2 separate regions of the Sus scrofa genome follow, and region 1 is linked to region 2. A link is a contact called in public HiChIP or PLAC-seq data. All regions are on one chromosome and are shown on one strand. Each heading gives the region's core, a stretch centred on a gene start, on an enhancer-like site or on the middle of the called end of the contact. The rest is flanking DNA. Distances are from core to core; before and after follow the strand shown.

Evidence for each region. HiChIP or PLAC-seq counts read pairs in DNA pulled down with a chosen protein or histone mark.
Region 1: an H3K27ac HiChIP or PLAC-seq map of skeletal muscle shows a contact between it and region 2, with 6 times the contacts expected there. The contact joins the promoter of IBTK here to the promoter of RWDD2A in region 2. A contact is called at or near these places in 2 of 5 promoter capture datasets (fetal liver and liver), 1 of 47 Hi-C or Micro-C datasets (embryonic fibroblasts) and 2 of 2 datasets of contacts at active chromatin or transcription factors (alveolar macrophages and skeletal muscle).

What each region holds. Positions count from the first base shown.
Region 1 is chr1:83,972,000-83,978,101 of Sscrofa11.1, forward strand. It overlaps IBTK (inhibitor of Bruton tyrosine kinase), which reads left to right and starts at 1,562. Exons shown (of 29, transcript XM_001924870.6): 1 at 1,562-1,746.
Region 2 is chr1:83,000,865-83,006,575 of Sscrofa11.1, forward strand. It overlaps RWDD2A (RWD domain-containing protein 2A), which reads right to left and starts at 2,719. Exons shown (of 3, transcript XM_013992798.2): 1 at 2,607-2,719; 2 at 1,308-1,651; 3 at 1-329. The coding sequence starts at 1,508. It overlaps PGM3 (phosphoacetylglucosamine mutase), which reads left to right and starts at 2,758. Exons shown (of 14, transcript XM_001924419.5): 1 at 2,758-2,872; 2 at 4,953-5,166. The coding sequence starts at 4,963.

The DNA of each region.
Region 1 (6,102 bases), core at 312-2,811, 970 kb after region 2:
TGAAGTGTTATTGTGTGCTAGACACTCCGTTAAGTGGGATATATCTGTACATAGTTATGTTTTCACAACCCTAAAATGCATTATTGCTTCTATTTTACAGTTGAGGAAACTGAGGCTTCAAAAAAGCCAACTAGGAGTTCCCAGGCTAAGAATCCAGGGTTGTCACTGCTCTAAGGATGTTCATTTCCTGGCCTTGGAACTTCCACCTGCTGTGGGCTTGACCCCAGCCCACTGCCCCCTCCCCCCTCCAAAAAAAAAAAAAGAGAACTTGCCCAGCGACAAACAAAAGATTTAAAAGATTTGAATTTAGGTCAATGCATTTATTTACATTATGGGCTTTACTTGCCATTCTTAGCTTCTCCATGATTATAAAGGTCATCATACATAGCTTATTTTCAAAACCAGCCGATTTTTACATTACAAACTGGTTTTTGTTACATGTCAAAAAAGGACGTCAGGCACCTAGAAGGGGCAAAGAGACAGAACAAGGTTTTGGGAAGGGCGGCGGGAGAGCTAGTTATTTTCCTATTCCCTTCACTAGGGAGGTGCGTGGCTTTGGGGATTCCATAAGGTAGGCTCCAAAAAAAGTAAAGCCGAATGGGCCTTTAAGAAGACATCTAGTTCAAGTCTGTCGTTTTACAGATGAGAGGGACTAAGTGGCTTGTATAATCTACACGTGGCAGAACTGCACAGCTGTGTCTTGACTCCTAGCGTTGTTTGTTCTGAGTCACACTAGCCCTCCCTGAACAAATATTTACTGAATCAGGCCTACTCCGCAGGATGTTTCCCTTTCCCTATCCTAGTATCGATTATCGGCTACTTGCTTTCCTCCCTAATTATTTTCACTCCATTTTTAAAATGGCCCTTGGATGCAGAGTTAAAGGGGAAAAAGCATAGTGCAAGAGCCTGGGGTGAGGACTGAGTGCAGTGATCTGGTGAGTGGTATGACCCTGGCCTGGTCCCACAGCAGTGATCTAAGGAGGCAGTGACGCCTCCTGACCCAGGGAGTGACCCCAATATAATGCGGGTGTAGGAGCGGCCGGTGAGGGGCGAGGCTGAGTCTCTGCAAGACAACGCCTTTGGCTTTCCTGTGACCCCAGGGTCAGGGCAACGGGAGGGCACTCTCATAGGTGCAACATGCCAACAACGCCTTTGACTTCTGCGGCGTGGCCAAGGCATTCCGCTGCCCGAGACATCTAGCCAGGTGTCCCATACTGTTTCTAAACCCAGGTTTATCCTGAGTTCCAAATCTCCTGCTGCGGGGGAGCGACGTTTCCTCTTGGGCGACGGCTGACCCCCGAAAGGGCCGTCACCTTTCCCACCGCCCCCGTCGGCCGAGTGTCCCCGGCTGAGGCCTGCCCCGCCCCCGGCTAGCGCTGGTTGCCCCAAGGCCGGCGGGGTCAAGTTCCTTCACGCGGCCAGGGAAAGGCCAGAGCTTAGGGCTGCCACGCGAAGCATTCTGGACAGACTCCAGCCAATCCGCAAGAGGCATACACGACAGTCAACCAATCAGCGCCGGTCTTATTCCTGGGTCCCGCCCGCGCCGGCCCGTCCCTCCTTGCCCCCCTTCCGCGCGCCTGTAGTCGCGGCTGTAGCTGCAGCCGCCTCCGGAACTGACCCGGGCCTGGGGAACGGGCCTCCACTGGCGCCCTTCGGTTTCTTCTGCTGCCTTCACTGAGGATGAGTCCCTGCGCGGCCGTGTGCCCACCCCGCGGAGAACACCGGCGTATTTTCATCTAGCGACTGGTGAGGGACTGCATGGCACGGTGCGACCCCGTGGAGCCGGCAGGGGCGGTGGCCTCCCCGTAGCAGGGTGGCGTCGGGACGGTATTCTAGCTTCCCTGAGGGTGCGAGTGGGCCGCGGGGCGGGGACGCACAGGCTGCCCGGCTGCCCGCGCATTGGCGCGGGGCCAGTCGAGTGGCCTGGTCCCGGCGGCCGCCCTCAGGCCGCCTCCTGGAGCTAATGAATGGTCCGTGCAGGCGACGTGCTACGTTGCTGTCCTGCCTGCCACGCCCTCCATCGACGTAGAGGTGCTGGGTTTTGATAGTTGTCTCGTGTCACTTTCCCTCGAGCCTTGAGTTTTAAGCCATTCCTCCAGGCGCCCCTGTCCCTTATCTCTTTCGTGGCGTCACTGAAGTTTTAGTCACTGTGGGGATACTAACGACGAAGTTCAGCCTGAATCTACAGTTGTCTGTGAAAAGGGACCCGTGTGTTTTTTGGGGGGCGTGGGGTGGACAGGAGAGAGGCCTTTTTCTTTTTTGGCCGCCCCGCAGCGTATGGAATTCCTGGGCCAGGAATCAGATCCGAGCCACAGTCACGACCTAAGCCTGGGGTGCAGCAACGCCAGATCTTTAGCCCACTGCGCCAGGCAAGCGATCCAACCTGAGTCTCGGGGCTCCCAGGATGCTCTTGATCTCATTGCGCCTCAGCGGGAACTCCCCGATAGAGGCCTTTTCTGATATCATGTTGCTTTATTTCTAAAACGTTTTAGTTCAGCAGTGAAATAAGTAACCCAGGACTTCTGTGACTTCTGATCTCCAACGTAGTTAAAAAAAACTTAAAGTCTGTTGACCAGACAGGTTATTTTTCAGGAAGCAGAGACCGATGTAGTAGCACTTTTTTTTCCCCCTCATGCCTGGAAGCAGAGTGTGTTTGAAAATTGAAATTTGAAAAACAGTTTTTTTGAAGTGTAGTTGATTTACAATGTGTTAATTTTTGCTGCGCAGCAAAATGATTCAGTTATATACACATACACTCTCACGCTTTTTTTTTTGTTTTTTGGTTTTTGGCTGCAGCGTGCAGGGCCTTGATATGGGATCTCAGTTCCCAGCCCAGGGATTGAACCCTGCGGCAGCTGTGAAAGCACTAGGGATTTCCCAGCATTTTTTTTTTTTTCTTCTTTCTTTTGCCTCCACTGTGACATATGGAAGTTCACAGGCCAGAGATCAGACCCGATCCACAGTAGCAACAATGCCAGATCCTAATCTGCTGCACCACCAGGGAACTCCACAACATTCTTTTTTAAAATAGTTTTTTCTTGGAAAAAAAATTCTTAAATCGATGAAGTTAACATTTTAATTTTATTAAAGTATAGTTGACTTACAATGTTGTGATATTCTTTTCCATATGGTTTATTACAGGATGTTGAATATAGTTCCCTGTGTGCTGTATAGTAGAGCCTTGTAGTTTATCCATTCTATATGCGGTAGTTTGCATCTCCTAACCCCAAACTCCCACTCCATTCCTCCCCCACCTATTTTCCCCTGTGGCAACCACTAGTTTGTTTTCTGTGTCAGTAAATTTGCTTCTGTTTCATAGATAGGTTCATTTGTGTCATGTTTTAGATTCCATAGATAAATAATATAATAAGGTGTTTGCCTTTCTCTTTCTGACTTACTTAGCATGATAATCTCTAGGACCATCCCTGTTGCTGCAAATGGCATTATTTTGTTCTTTTTATGGTTGGGTAGTATTCCATTGTGTATATGTACCACATCTTTTTAATCCACTCATCTGTTGGTGGACATTTAGGTTGTTTTCCTATTTTAGCTATTGTAAATAGTGCTGCTTGTGAACACTGGGGCACATGTATCTTTTTGAGATAAAGTTTTGTCTGGATATATACCCCGGAGGTGGATTGCTGGATCATATGGCAATTCTATTTTTAGTAGAAAATCAAAATTTATCAGAAATACTGAAAGAATGTGACTCTTGTGACTGGTAGAGTTTATATGCCCATGATGTGCAAATTCACATCCTTCCATAGCTCCTTCATCTTTGTACTGTTTCTCTTTCTTTCTTTCTTTCTTTTTTTAACAGCCACATCTGTGGCATATGCAAGTTCACCGGGTGAGGGCTTAATCAGAGCTGAAGCTGAATCCTGTGCAATAGCCATGGCAATGCTGGATCCTTAACACTGACTTGAAGCAGGAATTGAACCTGCATCTTTAGAGACATCGGGTCCTTAGCCTGCTGAGCCACAGTGGGAATTCTTCTATTTTTTTTTTTTTTTCTTTCTTTTTGTCTTTTTTGCCATTTCTTGGGTCGCTCCCATGGCATATAGAGGTTCCCAGGCTAGAGGTCGAACCGGAGCTGTAGCCACTGGCCTACGCCAGAGCCACAGCAACGTGGGATCCAAGCCACATCTGCAATCTACACCACAGCTCACGGCAACACTAGATCCTTAACCCACTGAGCAAGGCCAGGGATTGAACCTGAAACTTCATGGTTCCTAGTCGGATTCGTTAACCACTGAGCCACGATGGGAACTCCTCTTCTTTCAATTTTGAATTCTTGATTTTTTTTTATTGGTTTTTAGAAACTGGTATAGGGTAGATAAGGGCAGAAAGAGCTGTTTTCTAAAAAGAATTATAGAGGGTACAGATACTTGCAGAAACTTTAGTCAAAGCAAAGCAAATTTTACTTCAAGGAATTAAAAGTAGGTTACTTCAAGGAATTAAATACATGGCTCGTCCATTATTTTAAAAAAAGACTAAGGAATTCCTGTTGTGGCTCACTGGGTTAAGAACCCAACTAGTATCCTTGTGGGTTCGATCCTTGGCCTAGAAACTTCCATGTGCTGCAGGTTTGGCCCTAAAAAGGAAAAAAAAAAAAAAAAAGGAAAAAAAAAAGATGAAAAACTTATATCCAGATCTTTCAGTATGCTAAATTTTGAGTAAGGAACTTGTTATGTTTTTAACTCTCTGTGCTTTAGAATGATACGCTTCTATAGACCGAATTACATAAGGAGCTCACCATTACTTGGTTAATTATTATAAATGATGTCAAAGTTAGTTTACTGTCATGAATAGGACAATAATTCTTTCCCCCCTAAAATTTAGGGAAGTTATTAGTTGTGAAACTGAGTTTTGCACTAATAAAATATTGGAGTTTCTTTTGTTCCCAGAGATTATTTGAAAAAAACTTTAGAATGAAATACAATATTGATAAAGCTGAATTATTAATTTCCTGAAGTAGTAAGTCTTGATGTTTTAAAACTATGTGAACTCTTTTCAGGGCTTGCAGAGGGATATAAAATCTTGAAAATTCTTCAATTATGAGTCATTGTAATTTGTAGCTTTGTAACAGTTATTTTAATATAGATACAAGCTTATAGGGAAGATACTTTGGTTTTAGAGAGCTCTTTTTTAAAAAACTGCTTATTGAATTTTGAATATTTTATTTTGTGAGAAACGTAAGCATGGCATTCTCTCTGCTTCCCTCCCTTAAGGAGGCAAGGTACCTCCTTACAAGGCGTGTTATCATCATTTTGCAGATGAAGAAATTGAGGACTAGAGAGATTAAACCATTTGACTTAAGTTTTAGGTAGCAGGAATTCAAATTTTATGACTACAAATAAGAGTAATTTTTTTTTTTTAATTCTGTTACACTATTCTTCTCATTAAAGATTTCCTAACTGCATTTTGAGAGTGCAATTTGGGTAGAGTAGAATATGTGGAATCTAGAGGACTTTCTGTCTGTGATATTGGGTAGGCTACTTAAACTTTCACATCAATTTCCTTATTGTAAACTGAGAGTAATAATATATATAGGGCAATATAGGCTAGAAGGAAGATTAAATTAGTTAATTTATATAAAGCACCATGTTTGTCCATGTGAAAGCTCACAAGGTGGTAGATGGATGGTTTTAAGCCATGGGCAGATTGGCAGCCTTGTAAAGGTTTGGGTAAAAAAGCTTTCCAAGTAGAAAGGATTCTAATACAGTTATGCTATTTTCTTGTGCACACACACACACAGACACACACATATATGTACCTTTTTCCTATGTGACATTTTTTGGGTGCTTTCATGAATGAATTGTTTCCTTTACTTTTCAGAACAACTCAGAAGATAAATAGTTGTTATTCCCATTTTACAAATGTGAGAATTGAAGCTTAGGCAATTATGATTGTGTGCCCAGGGTCATTTATTAGTTGTGTACCTGAGTTACTAGCCCAGCATTCTGAATTCATTGAGTCTGAACTTCATATGCTACATCGTTCCCAGGTCTAACTGACATCCTCTTCTTGAAGTCACAAGGCTTTTAACACATGAAATATAGATATTGGTTGATTTTGGCTTTGGCTGTGTCAGAGAATAGC
Region 2 (5,711 bases), core at 1,469-3,968:
ACATCCAAAATCTTCTTCCTTAGGTCCTGCTGATATATGTGGTGACTGTAGATCCACATTCGGAGGAAGGTGTTCTTGACTGGCTTGGCTTGTGTAGACGGTTCATAAACGAGCTTTCTGTTCAGGAAGTAGGAGGCACTGTTGTCTTGTAACCACTGGATGGCTGCACACACACAGAGCTCCCCTGGGTCAAAGGTCCCTATGTGAGAAGTGAGACCTTTGTTGAGAAGCAGCTGCTGTTGTCTGTCAAGTTCAGATGACCGTCCAAACAGCTGCAGTGCTGCATAGGGGTAGCTGTGAGGCATGGTTACTTGCAAGTCAATTTTCACCTTAAAATGAAAATCAAATAGATTTCAGTACTGTAAGATCACATATGCTAGTTTATCAATGGCCACTGCATGATTTTGATAAAGGTAATAGATAGTGCTACTATTACGTGTCGGCTATGTTCCAGACACTGCACACTTTTACATACATAAATTCCTTTTATGCATTCATTCATTCATACCAATATGCATCAAATACCTACCATGTGTCAGGTACCCTATGCCGAAATAAAGACATGAAGAAGCTAGACACTATTTCTGCCCTTCACGACGTCTAGAGCTTAGTGATGGAGACAGACATTCACCAAGTGTTTCATCTCAACAATGAGAAGCATTGCCATGATCAAGTGCAGGGGTCCACAGCAATGTGTAACTAGAGGGACTGCATTATAACTGAAGGCTGAATAGGAAGTAGCTAGCACAGTAGGTCTCAAATGCCTGTCCCCTTGGTACCTGTGCTATGCTATCCACTTATCTACTGCTGGAGATAAATGGATCAGAATATGAAGGTAAATTCATTTTCAGACTGTAAATTTCCTTTCTATATTTGCTTTTGGTGTCATGGGGCCTCCCCAAAAATAGTCATTCACTCCTGAAAAGCCAGTTTTGCTAAAGGTAACATTTAGATTTGTGATATATATACAAAACGATCCACATTACAATAGTTGGGTTGGTTAAAAAAAAAAAAACTGGATGAGTGAACAGAATAATAATGGCAGTGTAAGATTGCAAGCTGTGTTTAGGAAAAACATGAAGCATATTTGTTTAAAAGGTGTGTATGTGTATGCAAAATTCAAAATCTTTATTGAAGACAATTTACAGGGCATCCCATATTTTGCTTTCAAACAAGTAAAGGAATAATCCAAGACAAAGCCATCTGGAATATCCTCTATGTGCTTCTTGGACAGGACGCGCTCCTTCCAAGTGTTTCCAATAAAAACTGGGCACCTGGCAACAATTAACACAACTCAGGGCACCTACCTTGGGCTCCTCGATCTGGAGTGTAATCACAAATTCGATTTTTGGTGGCAGTGCCTCCCTTGTGCCCTCCAAATATCTCTTTATATTTGTCAGGGCATTTACATCTTCAAGTTTTACTTCTCCTTGGTTAGGAAACATAGAAAACAACATTTCCATCTCCAGCAGCTGAAGTTGAAGGCATTCTTTCATTGAAGCGGACATGTTGACTCAAAATCAACCTGTCAGGAAAACTGGAAAGGCCCAGAGACACCAGCTTTGTCAACGTCCAGCGGTGCCCAGCGAAATTTCCCGCAGCTCCCTTTCCTCAGAAACAGCTTTTCAGGGGCGCTATTACTCACCGAGAGCTAGGGGCACAAACCGAGACACTTAACATTTTTCTGCTTTAACTCCTGACCCCCAAATCTAGTAAGCACAGCACCCCCCAAGACACTTCGTTAAAAATCGGATTCCCAGTTCCTTTTACCCCAACCCCTGCTTCCGATCTGGTTCCGGGAATCTGGACGTTCAACAAGTGTTTCGAATTATTCCTTTGCAGGTGGTTAGTAAACACCACCTGCAGACGCTCCACAAGCCCAAATTCTGGGAAAGGCAAGGGGCCCAGATTGCGAAGCCCACCCACTCAGGTCTCAGGCTTGCGCGGAGTTGGCCGCGGCAAGGAAGGCCCGCAGGGCCGACGGAGCAGAGCTCTGGGTTCCCCGGCTCCGGGGTCTCGAGGGCCCCGTTGCTCTCCACTGACAGTTGAGGCCCTTGGGCCCTAGCGCCGCAGACCCCTCCTACGTAGGCCTTTCCGCCTCTCCCGGGAGCTGTACTGGCCCGGGGCGGCATCCCAGGAGTCTGGACGGTTTGGATCCACCTGGCCTCAGCCGCGAGGGGTCCAGCTTAGTGGGAAGGGTCTTACAGGTAAATAAATAAAATGACGTTTCGTGCGAGCGGGAGCGGGAGCGGGAGCGGGAGCAGGAGCGGGAGCGGGAGCGGGGCGGGGGGGGGGTGGCGATGGTAAGGGGGTGGCGAGAAGGCTTCCCGTAATCAAACGTTTGGGAGATGAATCTCAAGAAGCAAGGGGATGGGGGGCGTGAAGGAGGCAGAGTGGCGCTCACTGGGGCCGGGACCACCTCGTTGGGGGCCCCAAAAGGGGCTGGTATCCTCCATCCAGGACCACTTAGAACCCCGGCTTCCCAGGAAAGCTGGGCCTGCCACCCTCTGAGACCCAAATTTGGAGTCAGGGGCTGCGTAGTTGCGGATAGCTCTGAAGGCCCGAGACCCTCGGCCCCAATCCCCGGGCCACCGCGGGGGCCTCACCCTTCCTGGTCATTCAAAGGCAACAGCCCCAAGCCCTCTCAGAACGCGGATCCGCAGTTCCGCAGGCGCGAGCCGCGCGTGACTGGCATGGAGGGGGGCGGGGCCAGCGGACCCTCCCCCGCCGTGATTGGCTGAGGGGCGGGGCGACGGGCCGGAAGCCACGCAGGGCCACGTCTGCTGGTGCGGAGCGCCGCAGTCTGATTCCCAGCGCCGCGGCGGGGGAGGTGGTCCGCGTGGTGGAGGTGAGGGGGCGTCTCTCTGCAGAGGTGAGCTGGGCCGGAGGCTCGGCGGCGGCGGGAAGGAGACACTCTGGTCTGCCTGGGTTGGGTAGACGGACAGGATGGTGGGCAGGCAGGCGGACTGGCTCGCGGACGGCGCGGGACACACCTACTCACCGCTGCGGCTCGGGAGCAGGCTGGTGGCGCCGGCCCGAGGGTAGCGAACTGGGGCAGGGGGCTCGTCCCCCTCCAAGGCGGAGTCTCAGAGCTGACTCGGAAAAGTGGGGGCGAGAGGAGAGGGGAACTAAACTCGTATTGAAGTTTGGATGGAAAAATTGAATGAGGGGGGCAGTTCTCAGATTTTCTTAGAGTGGAAACAGTTTGGATTTGAAAATACTTTTTTTAAAGCCTTCGAATGGTCTTTGAAAGTAGTTTTAGGACCTGAAACGCTTTAAAGGGTGGAAACATTTTATCTTGACTTAAAAAAAAAAAAAAAAAAAAGGACTTTCTGGCTGAAAAGGGACTGGTTTACGCCCTTTTGAATAAACATGATACATTACTGACTAACTGGTCAGTTTTGAATAAAACGTTTTCAGGCTTGTGAAGTAGATTTAATGACTCTGGGTCAAAATTAACTTCCTGAATGCCAGCTTTTTCCAAACTGGACAAAAGCAAACATTTTCACCATTTCCTTTAGCTTTTGTTTATCCAAATAGTAGTGAAGGGAAGTAAAGAAAACAAGATAGTTAGGCTGATGGCTATGGGGACTGTTGTTCATCCCTGAACTAACTGGTAATGGGGCAGGTCCAGGAAGTGGATAGTACATACAGCTGAGGTTGGAAGCCCCAAGTTCCACCTAAAACCTGAGTATCCCAGAGAAGAAAGTAGTAGTGGGCTAAGGGCTGATGTTATTTATTTATTTACTTATTTATTTATTGTCTTTTTAAGGCTGCACCCACCTCATATAGCAGTTCCCAAGCTAGGGGTCAAATTGGAGTTACAGCTGCGGGCCTCCGCCACAGCCACAGCTGCTCAGGATCTGAGCTGCATCTGCGACCTACACCCCAGCTCACAGCAACGCTGGATCCTTAACCCGATGTTTGATTTTCAAAATTAAAGTGGGAGTTCCCTGGTGTCATTCATCAGGTTAAGGACCTGGTGATGTCCCTGCCGTGGCCTTGGTTGGATCCCTGGCCTGGGAAATTCCTCATGGCGTGGGGGTGGCCAAAAAAATTAAACTAAATTAAAGGTAAAAGGAAGGTGTTGCTGGTTTCAGAGCTTAATTTAGAAGGGTGTCTCCATCCTCCCTTATGAAAATACAAAAATCCACTGCAAGGTGTATCAGGAGGTAGGGCAGTCTTGGAGAGGAGACTTTGCCCTTTGCTTTTCCTTTGGGAATAGGTCTCTGTAGCCTGGGAGAAATAGCAGAAGTACACAGATTTCCCAGGTACTTCGTCTGCTCTGCGGTCCCAGCCCACTTGAGAATGTGACCTTAGGTGTCTGTCAGCAGCTCCTCATGTAAAATTTAAATTGTTTAACTGAGACCCAGGATTAAGTTTTCCTATTTGTAAGAGGAGATGATCCCTGATCTTGTAGGAATCTCTGAATCTAGTTAAGGAATCTTCGCTTTAGTTGGGAATGGACCATTTTAAGTTTGCCTAGGGCCCGGGAATTGTTGGGGACGATGTGATTTCTGTTCTCAAGTGGATGATCCAGGTAATGCTAACCCCCCTGGATTTTTTCTACCATTCTTTTCTCTCAAACATAGAGAGAAAACATAGAGCCTCTCCTCTTTGGGGAGGCTCAGAATGAATCAGATCTCTCAGTTTGGGGTGCAAGGTTTTTGTTTGTTTGTTTTTTTGTTTGTTTTTTTGTTTACTTTTTACAGCCCCACCTATGACATGAACGTTCTGGGCTAGGGGTTGAATTGGAGCTGCATCTGAGGCCACAGCCACAGCAACACCTCATTCTTAACCCACTAAGGGAGGCCAGGGATTCAACCTGCATCCTCACAGAGACAATGCCAGGCCCATAACCTGCTGAGCCATTACAAGAACTCTAGGATGGCAATTTTTGGAGCAAATTGTCTTTGAAAGATTTCTTATTATGTCTGAAAAATATTCCTTAGTTTTGTAGACATGGATTTAGATGCCATTACCAAGCACTCAGCATCGCATGCCAAGCCTGATGGACTCATTCTTCAATATGGGACCGCTGGATTTCGAACGAAAGCAGACCGTCTTGATCATGTCATGTTTCGAATGGGATTATTAGCTGTCCTGAGGTCAAAGCAGACAAAGTCTACCATAGGAGTCATGGTAACAGCATCACACAATCCTGAGGTAATGCATTTAGTGCCCCCAGTAAAGCAAAGACCAAACCTTTGTTTGCAGGACCAAACCATAGTGTCTGAGCGCTTTGATCCAAAATAGATTCCAGTTCTCAGAATATGCCCTCTCACTGCTACATGCCTTTGGCTTTGAAATGACTTCCTTAAACAAGTGGTCATTTAGCTCATGACTGTTTAAAGGGTGTGGAGAGAATGAAATGAGATGGTCATTTTTTTTTCTTTTTTTTTGCTGTGTGTCCATATTGAGAAATAACAGAATGTCATTCCCAAGTAGTTGCAGTGAGACAGCGTCAGTAATAAAAACTGTTACTGCTTTTAGTTGAGCAAAGTTGGAAGAGCTTGGAGACAAGCAGGGGAAGGGGCACGGGCAAATATTTGAAAAGATTTAACTCATTTTGAAACTTTTCAGACAACATTTCTATAGCTGGGGCATGGTTTCCTGTTCTGAACGAACAGCCTAAATATGGGGTTCTGCTTTGGGCAGGTTATTGATGAGGCCCGATGGTTCTAGTGTTCCTGATAAGTCTTTGAAGCGTT